Regions from separate parts of the Rattus norvegicus genome. Here region 2 is linked to region 1. Evidence: chromatin contacts called from public Hi-C data. All regions are on one chromosome and are shown on one strand. Each heading gives the region's core, a stretch centred on a gene start, on an enhancer-like site or on the middle of the called end of the contact. The rest is flanking DNA. Distances are from core to core; before and after follow the strand shown. Region 1 overlaps Heg1 (heart development protein with EGF-like domains 1). Region 2 holds the start of LOC134480933 (WAS/WASL-interacting protein family member 1-like).

Region 1 (7,724 bases), core at 2,218-4,717:
GTCAGTGGTGAAACCAGCGGTTAAACGAGATAAAAATCTTATCTTGGGCCAGTAAGGTGGTCCAGCAGATAAAGGTGCTCGAGGCTGAGTCTGACCAGCTGAATTCGGATTGCTGGGACCCACGAGGCAGAAGGAAACCAGTTCCAACAAGCTGTTCTCTGAATTACTCAGGAGTGCGTTGGGCCGTGAACACACGGCAAATGCATGCAGGCAGGCCCAAAGTAAATAAATGTAATTTTTTAAAATACCCGTTTTAAAGCTGGACGGCGTAACTGCAGTTGTGGAGGTTGTCTCGAATGCACTAACTGTATTAAAAACAGGGACACATCTGTGTCTCTCCGCAATGTCAGAATTTATTGAATAACAATAAGTTCACAAGCTACTTCAATTTCATTTGCTGTAATTTGCCAAATTATTCTGATCTCCCTTGATAGCTGGCCATTGGCAAAGCATAGGTTTATTTCAGATTTGATTACTAATATTAGCTCAGATCACACATTACACATCACAGTAAAGGGGTGTGTGTGTGTGACAGAATAGCTACCAAAGGGTTAATGAGGCCACAGCAAAGTTCAAGAAGTTTAAAGGAGCCTTAGGAGAACTGATAAAGAGGAGGAGAGAGGGGTTGGGGATTTAGCTCAGCGGTAGAGCGCTTGCCTAGCAACCTAGCAACCGCAAGGCCCTGGGTTCGGTCCCCAGCTCCGGGGGGGGGGGGGGGGGGGGGGGAAGAGGAGGAGAGAATCAGTCACTTTAGGGGTTAGAGGAGGACCAAGCTGCTATGGGAGTGCAGGCTTAAGCTAAGACTATTCTTGTCAGAGCAGCTGAAGAGGCTCAGGACTATGAAGCACAGGCCGATGTAGACCACAGGGGTGAGGTCTTACACAGAACAGGGACCAGATGGACAGAGGACAGAGAATGCCACGTCAAGAGTGGAGACTGAGCCGAGCTGAAGTCCTATAGTCTTATAGTCCCTGTGCATACTGGGTGTTCAGATGCCAGGTTGCTAGGGCCGTTGCCATAGGAGTGTAAGAAGTCCTCCCCTTTATGGGTTACAGGAGTAGCTGCTGCACCCTTCCGAGGTGTATTTCATAAGCTCTTAGGGCCTCCCTTTCCAATAAGAGTTTTATTTTAGTAAGCCCCTACACCCATACAGATCCAATCTAATTGATACATCTTTGCAACAAGATATTTAGCAGTCCGTGCCCCATGCTGGGCAGGAAGGGAGTGTCTTTATCCACAGCATGAAATAGAGTTAAATGCTGCTTGTAAAATGGAGTCACCCAGGGCAAAGCATAGGCTGAAAGTCCCTGTTTTTACAATAAGCAGGAACTTAAGTCAAGCCACGGCCTCATCGTCACAGAGGTATAAATGCCTTAGGCAGATCCCTTCCAGGAAAGAAGACAGGGTTTGGGAGAGGACAGATGATATTGCTCATGCTAAAAACAGAAGGCACAGGCAGAAAACTTCTGTGTGCCTAACCCTTACCCCTGGGTTCTTTCCTGACGGGAGAGTCTGGATTTGAACCTGGGCATGTGAGAAGTGAAGCGAGCAGGTCAGGTGACTTGTATGCAGAGTGCACAGATGGGAGGAAAGCAGTTCAACGCCTTTCTCTTTTCAAGTCATTTGGCTTCATTGTTTGCAGAGAGGCATGCAAATTAGAGCGTGGCTGAAATGCTTTCCCTTGGCCCAGAGTGTTTTCAAAGAGCTGCCTGCTGTTCAGAAAGAGTCCTGAGCAGCTGGCTGCACTGAACTGTGGAACAAGCAGAAGGGTGTTAAATAAGAACTAGAGGCTTTAGTCAGTTAACTCTGAAATGTTTTCCCTGGCTCACTTGCTAGCCTTCCTCTTCATACAGCATGCAAGCTTTTTGTGTTAGGAGGGCCTCAGCCCCTGGGTCTCAGGTCATTTTTCTTCTGTGTAGAGGAAAAGATATGAATTTAAGATAATGATAAGATGTAACTTAATATGATAAGTTGATATAATGGTAAGTAGTAATTGATAAATATAATTTAATATGATGAGGGATAAGATCCAGCTCTAAAAACGAGCCTTAAAATTAGGGAGGCTTCTCCCCCTTTCTGGACCCAGCAGTGTTTCTGACATGGGCTGTTTCCTTTACGTGGCTGATAATAATGGAATCTTAGCACCTTGGAGTCTAAACCTACTGTAAATGTTCGTCACCCTTTGGTCGCCTTAAAGAGGAAGGAGTATATTTACCCTCAAGAAGCACACACACATTGTCCTGTTGGGGAATAAGGTTGTCTGTCCCAGAGATTTACAGACGCGTACCTTTACACTGGTCTCTGTTGTGTGGCTTAATGGTCCATGTTTTCCTCTTCAGTTAGAACCTTCGTGACCGAGTTTAAGTTAAAGAAGACTTTTCTCAATACTACTGCAGAAAACCATTCCAGCACTCACGAACTTGAAAAGGAGCTCGCTCAAACAGTAAGTTTCTGAACAACTAATCCTCTAAACTAATCCTAACTAAAGTTTCTGCAACGCTAATCCTCTGCTTGCTAGACCATCTCATTCAGAAGTGCATACTCCTTAGGGTCACCCATACCCCCCAGACTTACTTCCGTATTCACAGGGAAAGTTTAAGGTGAAGTAAAAAATTGGAAATCGAAGAAAAGTGTCAGGATCTGAAGAGTGCTGCTTCAGGCACATCTTCATGAGTGGTTCCCATCTGCCAGGCTTTCGTTTTCCTGTGCAAACACAGAGTCAACAGGCATGGCAGCGCCCTGTGCCTGTGTGAGCTGCGGGTGAGGAGGAGAGACCAGAAAGGCATAGTGTCCCATCTGCTATGATACCTGGCGTGACCTCCTTGTGTTCTCAGAGCTTGGAGAAAGGCCACTCTCTCCTCAAAGGATGCCAGCAGCCTGATCCTAATTCCAATTAGGCTTGGAGCTGGGCTTGGGCGCTCACAATGTAAATTATCTGGAAGCCTTGGATGCTGCTCTTTTTCCCCCTTTGCTTTTATAGTAGGAAAGAAGGACGGATAGAAAGAAACGGAAACGAAACCCAGACAATACATCTTGTTCTCAACTGCTGACCAAGTCAAAGATTTGGTGTTTGGGAACTGAAATTTGCCATTACACTAAATTAGAGATGAAATTGAATTAGATTACATTGAATTACTGTTCATATATTAGCCACTACATTGAATTAGAGTTCGTATATTAGCCAGGAATTAAGTGTTCTTATAAGACTGTGGATTTTATTTGTATTTTAATTTCATTTCCATGTCTATCGAGCATTTAATCTATGACAGGGACTATGCCAGAGGCTCAGTCCTGTAAGAGGGTGGGTGACACATGTGCATATGGAAAACAGGAAGGCTCTGGAAGCTGATGGTGTTGTCTGAGTCCACACCAAGCACAAGCAGTGTTGAAAGCAGTCTCCTAGATCACTGACGTTACACTAACTGCAAGTCTGGAGGTTTCCAAGAGCACTCTACATTTCAATAATTTACTAGGAGGACCCACAGAACGTATTGGAGGCCATTATCTTCACAGATGCAGTCCATTGCTCTGACAAGTCGTAAGTTAAAATTAGCTAAGGGAAGCAATGCATGAGCCAGAGTCTGGGGGTTCCAAATGCAGAGCTTCTAATTGCTGTCCCTGTGGTATTACTGACATTGTTGCTACCTCTTGGCAACAGTGTGTAACTACATGGAGTCCTGCCAACCATCATGCTTACCTGAGCCTTGAGGTCTGAAGCATTTATTTGGATGTCCCCATATAGACATGGTTGACTAGCCCATATGACTGACTTCAGTCCCTAGACCTCTAGAGGCCAAGATGATGTCATATTACCCAGAGTTCCCTCTGTTGTCCACACTAATGTTGAGATCGCATGGCTAATGACAAGGGCTATGCCAATTACTCTGGCACTATCCAGGTCTCCAAGCTCAACAAAATTTTTCTTGTCAAGCAGGACACTCTGAATAATAGCTTAGACATTGCCTTTCAAGAGCAGAGGCATGGGGTCTCTAGCCAAAAGTAGAGTCATTGTTCCTCCTGGTTATTCTGTAGGTGGATACTTTCTGCTTCCTGGTTATTCTGTAGGTGGATACTTTCTGCTTCCTGGTTATTCTGTAGGTGGATACTTTCTGCTTCCTGGTTATTCTGTAGGTGGATACTTTCTGCTTCCTGGTTATTCTGTAGGTGGATACTTTCTGCTTCCTGGTTATTCTGTAGGTGGATACTTTCTGCTTCCTGGTTATTCTGTAGGTGGATACTTTCTGCTTCCTGGTTATTCTGTAGGTGGATACTTTCTGCTTCCTGGTTATTCTGTAGGTGGATACTTTCTGCTTCCTGGTTATTCTGTAGGTGGATACTTTCTGCTTCCTGGTTATTCTGTAGGTGGATACTTTCTGCTTCCTGGTTATTCTGTAGGTGGTGGATACTTTCTTCTAACATACCCGTAGGGCTTTAGAGCCCTGTGCAAAAGTGTAGTCCTTTGTGTTACACTGGGCTAAGCAATTTGCCTAGCTTGGTTGGTTTGTTTCTTTGTTTGGCCAAGTATCATCATAGGATACACTGGGCCCTGACACACTGGACCCCAACTAACAGTGAAGAATTAAATGCCATCAGAGGAAGCATCAGCATGGGCTTTCTTAAGATGACATTCTGTTTATACCTAGAGATCATAGTAAGTCATTGCTATAGGATACACACACACACACACACACACACACACACACACACACACACACAGTGTAATATGACATTCAAACCCACAAACCATTTGGCAGTATTCCATACCTGTCTCCATCTTCCCAAATCAGAGGGCTGTGAAGGCAGGTGGATCTACCTGGGATGAGATATTGAGGTCCTCTGCTCCAGAAAAGGGAGTTCGCTGTTAAGGAGGCAGACAGAACGCTTTGTGCTGCTCAGAGGCAAACATGGGGCATGTCGCTCTAATTTGTTCCCAACAAAAGAGCTCTTGACCCCCGTCATGTGATTTCCCACAGAGTCCTTTTGAGGAAGACCTTTGAGTCCGGTCAACTCATTGGAGATTGTGAGGAGCCTGTAGGGCCCATCAGAGCTGGGGGCTGAGCTTTCTCCGCTAACTTGTTCACTAGTCAGAGTCCAAGTAAACAGTGCCTAGGGTTTTCTTTGTTTGTTTGTTTGTTTTGTTTTGTTTTTTGTTTTTTTTATGAAACCTTGGGTCTTAGAAGGGATCTTCTCCTTTGAAGATGTTTTGTTTTCAAGGACGCTGTACTAAACATTTCTTGCTGAGATTTCCTGGGGAACAACAGAAAGATATTGTGGGGTACTGGTTGCGGGGAGTGGAGACAAAGGCCACACTGCTTTCGGTAAAGCTGCCTGCTGGTAGCTTGATGGCTACAGAAACTACCTATTTTTATCCTGAAAATAGGAAAATGTTTCTTGGCTCAAGGATTTTTGTCTGACAACCCGGTTCTTCATTTCAGTTGAACGTATGTTTTTCAACATTGCCTGGTTATATCCGAACTACAGTCGGGGCGTCTAGGTGAGAAACAGACTTCCTTTGGTTTATGAACTGGTCTATGGAATGGGGAGTGAGGGAGGAGTGGTGCTGTCCCCAAATGGGTGATCAAAATAAAGCCAGTCTCTGTTTTACAGCTAATATACGGGGTAACCCAAGGCCACAGTCACTGGGCCTTTCTGTTCTCCTATTCTTTCCAAGGAGAATGGCAGTAAAATCTATTTTGCAGACTGCCTGGGACCCACATGCCATTTCAAGTCAGTTAAGACCTTGCTTACTTTGCCCACAGAGAGCCCAGTACAGTGGTCATCTCACTACAAACCACCTTTGTCCTGGCCTCCAATGTGACGCTGTTTGACCTGGCTGACAGGATCCAGAAATACGTCAACTCCTGCAGGTCCTCTGCTGAAGTCTGCCAGCTCTTGGGGTCTCAGAAGCGGGTCTTTCGAGGTAAGGAGAGAGTCTCTAGGGGGGAACCTGCCCTTGCAAGCAGGCATAGACTTAGAGATGGGAGGCATTTGGGGCTCAGGCCCAGGGAAGCTCCTTCACAGAGCCTGTCTTTAGGATGTCTAAGCACAACCCTTCACGACACTCAGATGCACACATCTGCCTGCACATGGCTTTTAGAGCCTCGCTCCTCGACATCCGACTCCGTCTGTTTCTTCTATACAGTGTCAGGGTGAGGGGAAGAAGTTACAGGAGCTGATGGAACAAAAAAGTTGTTACTCCTATTTCCTGGGGAGACACAAAGTGGCATATAGAGTCTGTAAGGTTGACAATGATCCAACAATCTTTATATAGTGATGACTAAGAAAAGACAAAGAACATGCAATATTACCTCTCTTTCGTTTGTCTTCTATCATAAAAGCATGGAATGACTGAGATGGTGCGAGGCAGGATGCTCCCAGGAGTGCATGATGGGACTCTCCCTTCCCTGGTTCTTGTTTGCTCAGAGGCTCTTGCCCTGCGTTAGGGTAAGGTCAGTGAGGAAGGTGATTCAGTACTCGTCTGGAAGACATGCCTGCTATCTTTCAGGGATAGCTTTATAGCTGAGAGAGGAAAACTTGCTGGAATGAGAAGTGTCCCTAGGCATAGCGGGCTTGTCCCTCTTGGTGATCAAAATGTACTCTGGTTAGCTCATTGTACCACTGACTGAGGGCTTAGGCTAAACCTCCTCATCTGGCATCCAGATGTTAGACATAAATTGAAGGTATCAGGTTTTGGTACCATACCCGCTGGTTGGTCTCGGCCATTCCCGGTGGGTCAGGATGTTGGAACTGCTGGTCCAGAGCTTTCCTTGTGTGAACAAGTGCACTGCAGAGTTCGGGAGCTGACACTTATCTTTTCACCATGAGATAGGCTCTGGGGGCTGGCTACTTAGTTAACTGGGGGGGAAATGGACCAAACATGACAGAGTTGGAGTATCTTGTTTCAAAGTTCATGCCCTGTTCTAGAGTGCTAGAAACGTCAAGGCTCTCTGGTTGTATCTCTGGTTTTGTTTCTCTTGCCAAGGGCTCCAGGGTACCATTTTTCCTCCCATCGAAGTAGGCACTCTTCAGTTTGCTTACCGTTCCTAGACTGCCTTCGGTGTGCTCAGCACTGGACCAGGGTACTTTTCTGTTGCCAGCTCATGCATCTGTGCTTTCCAGATCAAGTTGGCAAGATTATGTGGATTCTCAAGAGCCCGCCCTAGCAGGAGGGCCTGCTCACCCAGCTGCCTTGCCTGGACTGCCCCCATGTGGCTTATAGGAAGACTCTTGTCCCCATAAGGAGAACTGCTTCCTTCCAGTCCCTTGAGCATAAAGACCTCCATGCACATTAGCCGAAATTAGGCTCCCGTCAGTTTTTCCTCCAGACCTTCTCTGGGTTTTGCCAAGGGGTCTGGCTCTAGCTCTTGGTAATGTTTCTGGAGCTAGAGAGGATGCTAGAGCAGCAGTTCCTCTACACCTCTGGGTTTCCAGCGTTTGGGCAGCACCAGGTGCTCTGGACATTGCTCCTGACAAGGAGGGCTTTCTTCCCTCAGCTCAGAGAATGTCCACCTCCCTCCTTTCAGAGTTCTTTAGTCCTCGTGGTCTCCTGGGATTTGGAGACGTTGGAAATCCCCCTTCATTGCCTCAGCCTTGGCTCCTGTGAACGTTCTTTGTCTGTTTTGACGGATGTTATGCCCAGGGAAGACCATGTGAATTACGAGTGCAGAAGATTCACATCCCTGAGAATCGATTTAAGTGAGATTCTGCGTGGTCCTGTTGGGTGG
Region 2 (7,724 bases), core at 3,738-6,237, 340 kb before region 1:
ACCATACAGTTCTGTGGATGTTTTGTTACGAGCTCCTGTCAATTTGCTGGTGTTGATGCCTCTCTATAGTTTTATGTCACACCATTGGAAGAAGATGGGTAAAGAGATAAAGGAGAAGGTTTGCCCTGTGTTTGTAACTTCGAGTCTACAGCCATTTTTAAAGTTTAATATTACGGGTGGCCATGTGGAAGTTAAGAGGGCAACTTTGTGGAATTGGTTCTATCTACCTTTAGTGAGAGTGGAGCCCAGGTTGCTAGTCTTGTGAAGCAAGTGCTGATCCTTTTTCTAAAAAAAGAGTTATTTTTATCCACGCTGCGTGCTTACGTGTTCTTATCTGCTGTGTGTGTGTGTGTGTGTGTGTGTGTGTGTGTGTGTGTGTGTGTAGGTGCTCTGGAAACTTCGGCCCTCTGAAGGAGCAGTAAGTGCTCTGAAATGCTGAGCCACCTCAGTCATCTGGTTGTCCTGGAACTTGCTGTGTAGACCAGGCTGGACTTGAACTCAGAGATCCGCCGGCCTCTTCATCCTGAGATTGGAGGTGTGTATCACTACCTCTCGGCTACCTGTCCTTAACTGTTTTAAAGTGGGGGAGTGGCTGAAGAAGAAATTAAGATAGAGAGGAAGCAAGCTGGATGGCTAAGACTGACATTGGGAAGGAAAACAAACAGCAATATGGATAAAAAAATGAACCAGGAAGTATTTAAGGTTTATCAAGAGCCTTCAATCACCCTTACCTTTGAAGTCATGGTCTATAGTCTTCCTCACTCTGCCCATTTTAGATGGTTGTTTCTTCATTGTCTCTTAATTATGTTCAGAAACAGAGAGATCTATTCCTAGTGAACCCTACTCATCTTAGTCCATTGGGCGTAACCCTTGGCTTTCAGTTCTTTCTAGTTCTTAGCTTCTCCACAGATTAAACCTGAAGTTAGTTTCTTTGCTGCCAGAGTGTTTTGTTTCGTCTTTTAATATATCTGAATTTGATATCATCGCAGTTGCTAGAAGTTGCCAGAAAGCTGTCCTCCAGATAACTGTCCCTTGCTCTAGCTTATACCACTGTTTTGTTACAATTAGCATCCACAATATGCACTGTCATTGAAATTTCTATTTTTCTTAGTGGAGAAAGCTCTTGGAGAGTTTATTGTGAAGCTGTCGGGCTCCTTTCTTAGTTGACTGTGTTTGAATTCAGCTGAACTTCTGAGCCTTAGCTACTTCAAGCAGCATCATGGTTTAGTAAGGTTAATGCCTGAGGGAATATTAACCTTGCAGACAGTAATCTAATTCAGTGTCATCACAAGTGCATAATGCGGGAGTTTGAAGTTTTGCCAAAAAGCACCATTCAAATGAACATTCAAGGTTTGGGAGGTGGGTGTGGACAAGGAGAGAATTCCAGAAATGGTTATGTAGATATTTTCATTCCTTTCCTTCTCACCTGAAAGGTTATGTTTAAGTATTGCAGAGAGGTGCTAAATAAAGCCTTGAGGTTGTTATGAAATCATAACGAAGGTGCTCCATCTCTCATTAAGTTCCCGATAACCGTTCGACGTTCACTGAATACATTAGGTTACCTAGCTAACCTTGTACTAGTGCGTGTGTACAAAGGTCAGTAACTGTAAGCCCTCCCTTCGTATAGGCAACTCAGGGTCTTGGTGTTAGTTAAATGACTTCTTTGCAGACATGCAGACCAAGGGTTGGGCCCAACGAAGTTCTGACTGGGTTCTCTTGCTTTTTCTCGGTGCCCACATCCAGCATCGCAGTTTTAGTTTCAAGGGTGCAGGGTTGCATCTTTCGGAAAAAGAGGAGAGGCTAGGTAAGAGAATAAAGGAAAGATCCAAGAAATCCTGGCTAAACCCTTCATCTACGTTCCAGCCTCTTCCACTTCCCGGGGTCCGGACCGCTATTAATCCCCATTTTTCACTTCTCAGGGTGCCAGGCAAGCACCCAACCTCAAGGGGAGGACGTCCCTCCCAGTAGCTTTCTCAGATCTGATCTATTTCAAAGCATTTTCCTTTCAGGCCCATCAGGGGGACCCTCAGTGCGGGGCCAGCTTCCCGGGCCACGCTGCACTGCTGACACGCAGGCGCCGGAATCAAAGCCACGCTAGGTCTCGCAGCCACCTCTCCCCGCCAGGCGAGGGCGGGCAGCCCGGAGCGCTTCCTGTGTGCGAGGCTTCCCATAATGCACCGCGCCGGCAGCGGCGGCGACCGCGGCGACGCTCTAGCCGCGCCATGTCTGCCTCTCGACTGCTCTGGGAGGAGGAAGAGAAGGAGGAAGAGGAGGAGGAGGAGGGGGAGGAAGAGGAGAAAGGCGCAGGGGTGGGAGCTGTCGCCGGAGCTGCCACAGCAAAAGTTCTCTCCCCTCCCCCTCGCCCTCCTCGCCGGGCCCGTGGGAAGGTCGGAGCTGCGGCCGTCTGCAGTCAGTGACCGCGCGCCTCGGCGCCAGCCCGCGGTAAACGCTCGGCCTGGCAGGCCGGGGCCCGGGAGGGCGGGGGAGGGGAGGGGGCGGCGCGCGGGGGGGTCGGGGGGAGAGAGCGCGGCGGCGACGGCCTGACCCGGAGGAGCGGCGGGCCAGCCGGGGGCGGCCCGGGAGGCGGCGGGCGCAGGCCGCGGGAACGCGGGGCTGGGGGACGCGAGGATGGTGGGTCGGGGCTTGGAGAACGGAGAATGACGGGGGCGGCGGAGGCGAGCGGGCGGCTTCCGAGGCCTGCGGCTGGTGTCGGGTAGGAAGGAGGTGGGATGCACGCGGGGAGGCCTCCGGGTGCCAGGCTGTGGGCGAGCAGGCCGGCCAGACCCCAGGGCTCTCCGCCGTCTTGGTGCAGTGCATTATGCACCGCAGGCCTCGGTCGCCGCTGCTGCCTCGGTGTGCTCTTTGGCTGCAGGGAAGGGCAGGGGCTGGTGAAAGGGGATTGCTTGCAGGAAGCATAGTGGGAGTGCGAAAGGGGAGAAAGGGGCCGGAGGGAAGATGCCGGATAGGTGGAGGAATGCCGGGGGTGGTTGTGGAGCAGTCTTGAGGATTCTGGGGGTGTTCATTGTGCAGATATGTTAGGTGTTTCATTATGGAAAGAACCGAAGCGTTTCCAAGGCAAGGGAAGAAGGCTAGAGTAGTTTCTACGGATAGAAGGGAGAGCGTTTGAAGCCAGAGGATTGCTAAATATTGGAGAAGATGCAGGGAATGCATAATAGAATAGACAGATGTAGCATAATTATCAAATGCTGGCCCAAGGTCTAAAGAGTTATTCCAGATGGGCCAGAGTGGCCTAGTTCGGAACCTGTTTGGGCTCTTCAGTAGATGACATCCGGTAAGTATGGGTCCCAGCTTGGTTGGGGTCATTGAGAATTAGTCACTTAGCGTGTAGATTGGTTTGAGACATTTTAGTGCCGCACTAGTGAACTGAAAAATCTTTGAAAGAGACCTTGAGAAACCGCCTAGCCTATGGGGATTCTTGAGGCCACGGAGTTGAGAATTTTAGCAGATTTGGAGTATTGTCGGTTACCGGAGGGTGGCAGATACTGGAATAGGAATTAACTTGGCCTGGTGGTTTTCTTTTCCACTGCTTAGCTTATATGGTTCCAGAACAGCTGGTGCCGTATTTCAGCCTAGGTTGCAGGACACAAGATTATAGTTGTCCGTGTCGATAGTTGGTGCATTATACTCTGGTCTTTGGAGGCTCCATTTGTGGCCCAACGAAGTCTAGTTGAATTGGTTCTGTACTTCGGGTTGGCGGGAGATCCTTTTCCATTCACGATTCCGGATGTACTCTATCAAGGAGGCATGATGTTATTAAAGAAAATAACATCAGCAAGCAAAATGTGGGCATAGAGGATCTAGAACATCTGTGTTGATCTTAGCTTATAAGGAGGTCTGGAGTGGTTATCATGGTGCCAAGGAAACCTGAAGGGACAGAATGAGTAGGTCTGATGAGGAGCGACAGTGCCTATGTTAGGAAACCCAAGTTCTTCTCTTGCATTTACTGAATGTCAGTAGACCGTATTTTTTCAAGAAGGAACACTGGGTGAGGACAGTGTTTTGTTTTGTTTTTCTTTTTCTTTTTTTTTTTTTTTCGAGACAGGGTTTTTCTGTGTAGTTTTGGCTGTTCTGGAACTTGCTGTTGTATACTAGGCTGGCCTTGAACTCAGAGATCCTCAACCTCCTTAAAGGCTTGTGTCACTGTTGAACTAGAACAATGTCTTAAGTTCTATTTGGGTAGTATTCACCTTTTGTTATTAAGAGAAATTACATAATATGTTGTGATATCACTTCAACTGAAGAGAAGATGAGTATGATGAATGTGACTTCTTTTTTAAGGAAGTTGAAGGGAAAGAGGATAATGGGGAAATGGTGGGACATGTGGGAGAGGAAGGGAAACTCAGGTACCATTCAGTCCTTTAGCGAGGATTTCATTCCTTTAGCCGAGATAGCACTTAATACTTAAGGTGGGAAGATTGCTTTCATTGTAATTTTTCTTAGAGAAATAACGAATTTTTATTTTTTTTTTAAAGATTTATTTATTTATTATATGTAAGTACACTGTAGCTGTCTTCAGACACACCAGAAGAGGGCATCGGATCTCTTTACAGATGGTTGTGAGCCACCATGTGGTTGCTGGGAATTGAACTCATGACCTCTGGAAGAGCAGTCGGGGGGGCTCTTAACCACTGAGCCATCTCTCCAGCCCCGGAATTTTTATTTTTTAAAAAGAACTTGGAAATTTTCCTGTGAGTGCATTTAGATCTCTCACTTTTAAAGATTTTATTTTTATTTATGCATATGTATTTGTCTGTGTGAATATATGCTGCAAATGTGAGGGTACCCAAGGAGATTAGAAGAGAATGTTGGATCCCCTGGAGCGGGGGGGGGGGGGGCAGTTTTGAACTTACTGATGTGGGTGCTGGAAACTGAACTTGGGTCCCTTGGAAGGGCAGGAAGCACTTTTATTATCTGCTTCTTTGGTCATATTTACTTGATATGATGCACCGGCTTTTACTGTCGTCATGGTATTTGTGGCTCAGTTTTCCCCTGCTGCACTAGTATTATGTTTCTTTTACTACTGTGCACCAAATACAGTATGTTGCTTTTCTTATGCAAATAATATGAATATGTATGTAATTTACAAAACTGTTCTGAGGGGAATAACAATGAAAATCGTCCCCTGTTCATTGCAGTTTTGTGACTAAGACAGCTGCCTGCTGTGCCCCCAAGCTTCTCCCCCCAGCCGTCCCCCCCACTCTCCCAGTTCTGAGACAGGGTCTCATTGCGTAACTCTGGCTGATATGGAACTGGCTTTGTAGACCAGGCTGGCCTTAAACTCAGCAGAGATCCACCTGCCTCTGCCTTCCAGGTGCTAAGATAAAGGCCTGCACCACCGTGCCAGTGTACTTTTTTGTTGAGGTTCTGAGACAGAGGTTTCTGTCACCCAGGCTGGCCTGGGTATGTAGGAAAGATGACCTTGACCTTCTGAACCCTTTGCCTCTTTGATTTCTGGCATTACAGGTGTGAGTTCCACATCTAGTTTCTGCAGTACCAGGAACTGAGCCTGCGACTTACTTTTCTTTTTTAAAACAGGGTTTCTCTGTGTAATGCTGCCTGTTCTGGATCTCACTCTGTAGATCAGACTGGCCTGGAACAAGTGCTGGGATTAAAGGCTTGGCTGAACCCAAGACTTTTTTTGCATGCTGGGTAAGCGCTACCAACTGAGCTACAACTCCAGCCCACAATTTTTCCTTAATCATATTCTCACCTTCCACCTTAAGCAAATAAACACATAGCAGGGTATGGTGAGTGCACCTTTTGTCCTAGCATTTGGGAGGCAGAGGCAGGCAGATCTCTGTGAGTTCCATGCCAGCATGGTTTGCTGAGTTAGTTCTGGGACAGTCAAGGCTAAACCAGGGCTCTACAGAGAGAAACCTTGTGTTATGAAAAAAACCCCAAACCACACTTCATATAAAATAACGGGTTACTGCATGGCATTTTCATACACGTATGTAGTCGCTGTGGTCATACTGATCCCTCTGCTGCCTTATCTTATGTCCTCCCCCACATTTGTCCTGTCACAGGTTGCTAGTTGTAAGCATTGATTTTTTTTTTTTTTTTTTTTTTTGTAGTTCATGTTTTTCTCTGGCTCCCCCAAGTAGTTCGTAGGTGTTTATCATTTCTGTTTCCTTGGTTTATGGAAGTATGCCACCATGTTCTGCTCTATCATTTCTCTCTTTACCAAGATTACATCATCAGTTTGGATCATGACTACAGAAGCCAGCGTTCCCTGAGTGAAATGGTGACTGTCATTGATGTTTTTTGTTTTTCATCCTCTACTCTGATCTTCAGTTATTTTTGTGTATTAGATGGCTTACAATTTCAAACGATGTGCCTTGATATAAAAATTTATTTTTAAATTATTGCATGTTTGTGGGCACATGTGCAGCAAGGTGACTGTGTGTGGAGGTCAGAGGAGAACTTGAGGAGTTAGTTTTTCTCCTCAACCTTTATGTAGGTTCCAGGGATTGAACTCAGGTCATTAGGCTAGCATCATTAAGCAGCAAGACACGTTTACTGACTGAACCATCTCGATGGCCCTACCTAAGCCTTGAGTTTTAGAGGCTGAAAAACTCAGTTTACAGGCTTTAAACCAACTACTTTAGGACGTACCTCTTGACTTCCCACTGAATTAGAAGAGTCTTTAAACTTCTAACTTAAAGAGGGAAGGAAGGTTTTGTTAAAGTAGTCAGGAGTATTGGGTAAAATGAGAAAGAGAGGCTGGGACCCAAACAAGATTTGTAGGAAACAGCATCTTTGCAACATTAGCTTTGCTGGCTAGGGATGAGAAGTTGCCTAAAAGTAGTCATTGCTTGTTCATTTTGGACGTGCCTACCAGGTTGCAGTATTCTTTGACAGTCTTCTGGAGAGTTTTAGTTGATGAATGTGGGAATGTGTTAAAATGACCCCTTACTGTTCATTCCAGGGGTCTGAGGTGTTCATTCACTTATTTAAGATAGAACCTTGCTAAACAGTTCCAGACCGGCCTGGAACTTACTAACTGACTGAGTTGTCCAGGCTCCTCGTCTCTCTGCTCCTCTGCTTTAGACTTTTGGATTACAGGCACACATTCCATGTCTGGCTATAATTTTTTAAGTTGCACACGTGTGTGTGTGTGTGTGTGTGTGTGTGTGTGTGTGTGTACACGTATGTACGCATGCACCATGGTCTAATGTGGAGGATAACTTGAGTGAGTCAGTTCTACCTTGTGGGTCTGTGGGATCAAACTTGGGTTACCAGGCTTTTCAGTGAACTCAGTCCCACTCAACCATTCCCCTGCCCCTTTACTTACATTTTTATTAAGTAATGGAGTGGTGGAGATGATGGTGACAAGTCTGTGTTGCTTATTTAGAAGAATTGAGTCATTAGGGCTGGTAAAATTGCTCAGCTGGTACAAGTGTTTGCTGCCAGGTCTGATACCCTGAGTTCAAGTCTGGGACCGGCATAGCAGTAGGAGAGAGCTGACTCCTGCAAATTGTCCACTGACCTGTACATGCAGGTGGCATGTACACACAGAATAATGATAAATAGTAAAAAGAATGGAGTCAGTGGTTTCAAAACTGTGTGTGGAGTTGAGGTCAGCTCTGTATATATGGGGAATAAGAGGAGGATACTGTTCTATTTCTTTTAGTAAATCTTGTTTAAGTAATTGTACTCTTACTATTAATGTCAAGGTTTCTTTCACATGTAGGTGTGAATAT

The links. A called contact is a pair of places that touch in the nucleus more often than the background predicts.
Region 2: a contact with region 1 is called in a Hi-C map of frontal cortex, with 1.9 times the contacts expected there. The contact joins the promoter of LOC134480933 here to the enhancer-like site in region 1. A contact is called at or near these places in 3 of 12 Hi-C or Micro-C datasets (Schwann cells, frontal cortex and kidney).

What each region holds. Positions count from the first base shown.
Region 1 is chr11:80,543,809-80,551,532 of GRCr8, reverse strand. It overlaps Heg1 (heart development protein with EGF-like domains 1), which reads left to right. Exons shown (of 18, transcript NM_001427854.1): 10 at 2,340-2,443; 11 at 5,436-5,494; 12 at 5,760-5,920. Among named protein-coding and RNA genes, the nearest start is that of Heg1, 52 kb to the left of the region's middle. Within about 2 kb of position 3,467, at least 34 of the 93 cell types and tissues checked have an H3K27ac peak or open chromatin away from gene starts, as enhancers often do.
Region 2 is chr11:80,885,385-80,893,108 of GRCr8, reverse strand. It overlaps LOC134480933 (WAS/WASL-interacting protein family member 1-like), which reads right to left and starts at 4,987. Exons shown (of 3, transcript XM_063270831.1): 1 at 4,872-4,987; 2 at 732-2,802. The coding sequence starts at 4,987. The coding sequence ends at 1,974. Zfp148 (zinc finger protein 148) reads left to right here and starts at 2,232. Exons shown (of 9, transcript NM_031615.2): 1 at 2,232-2,442.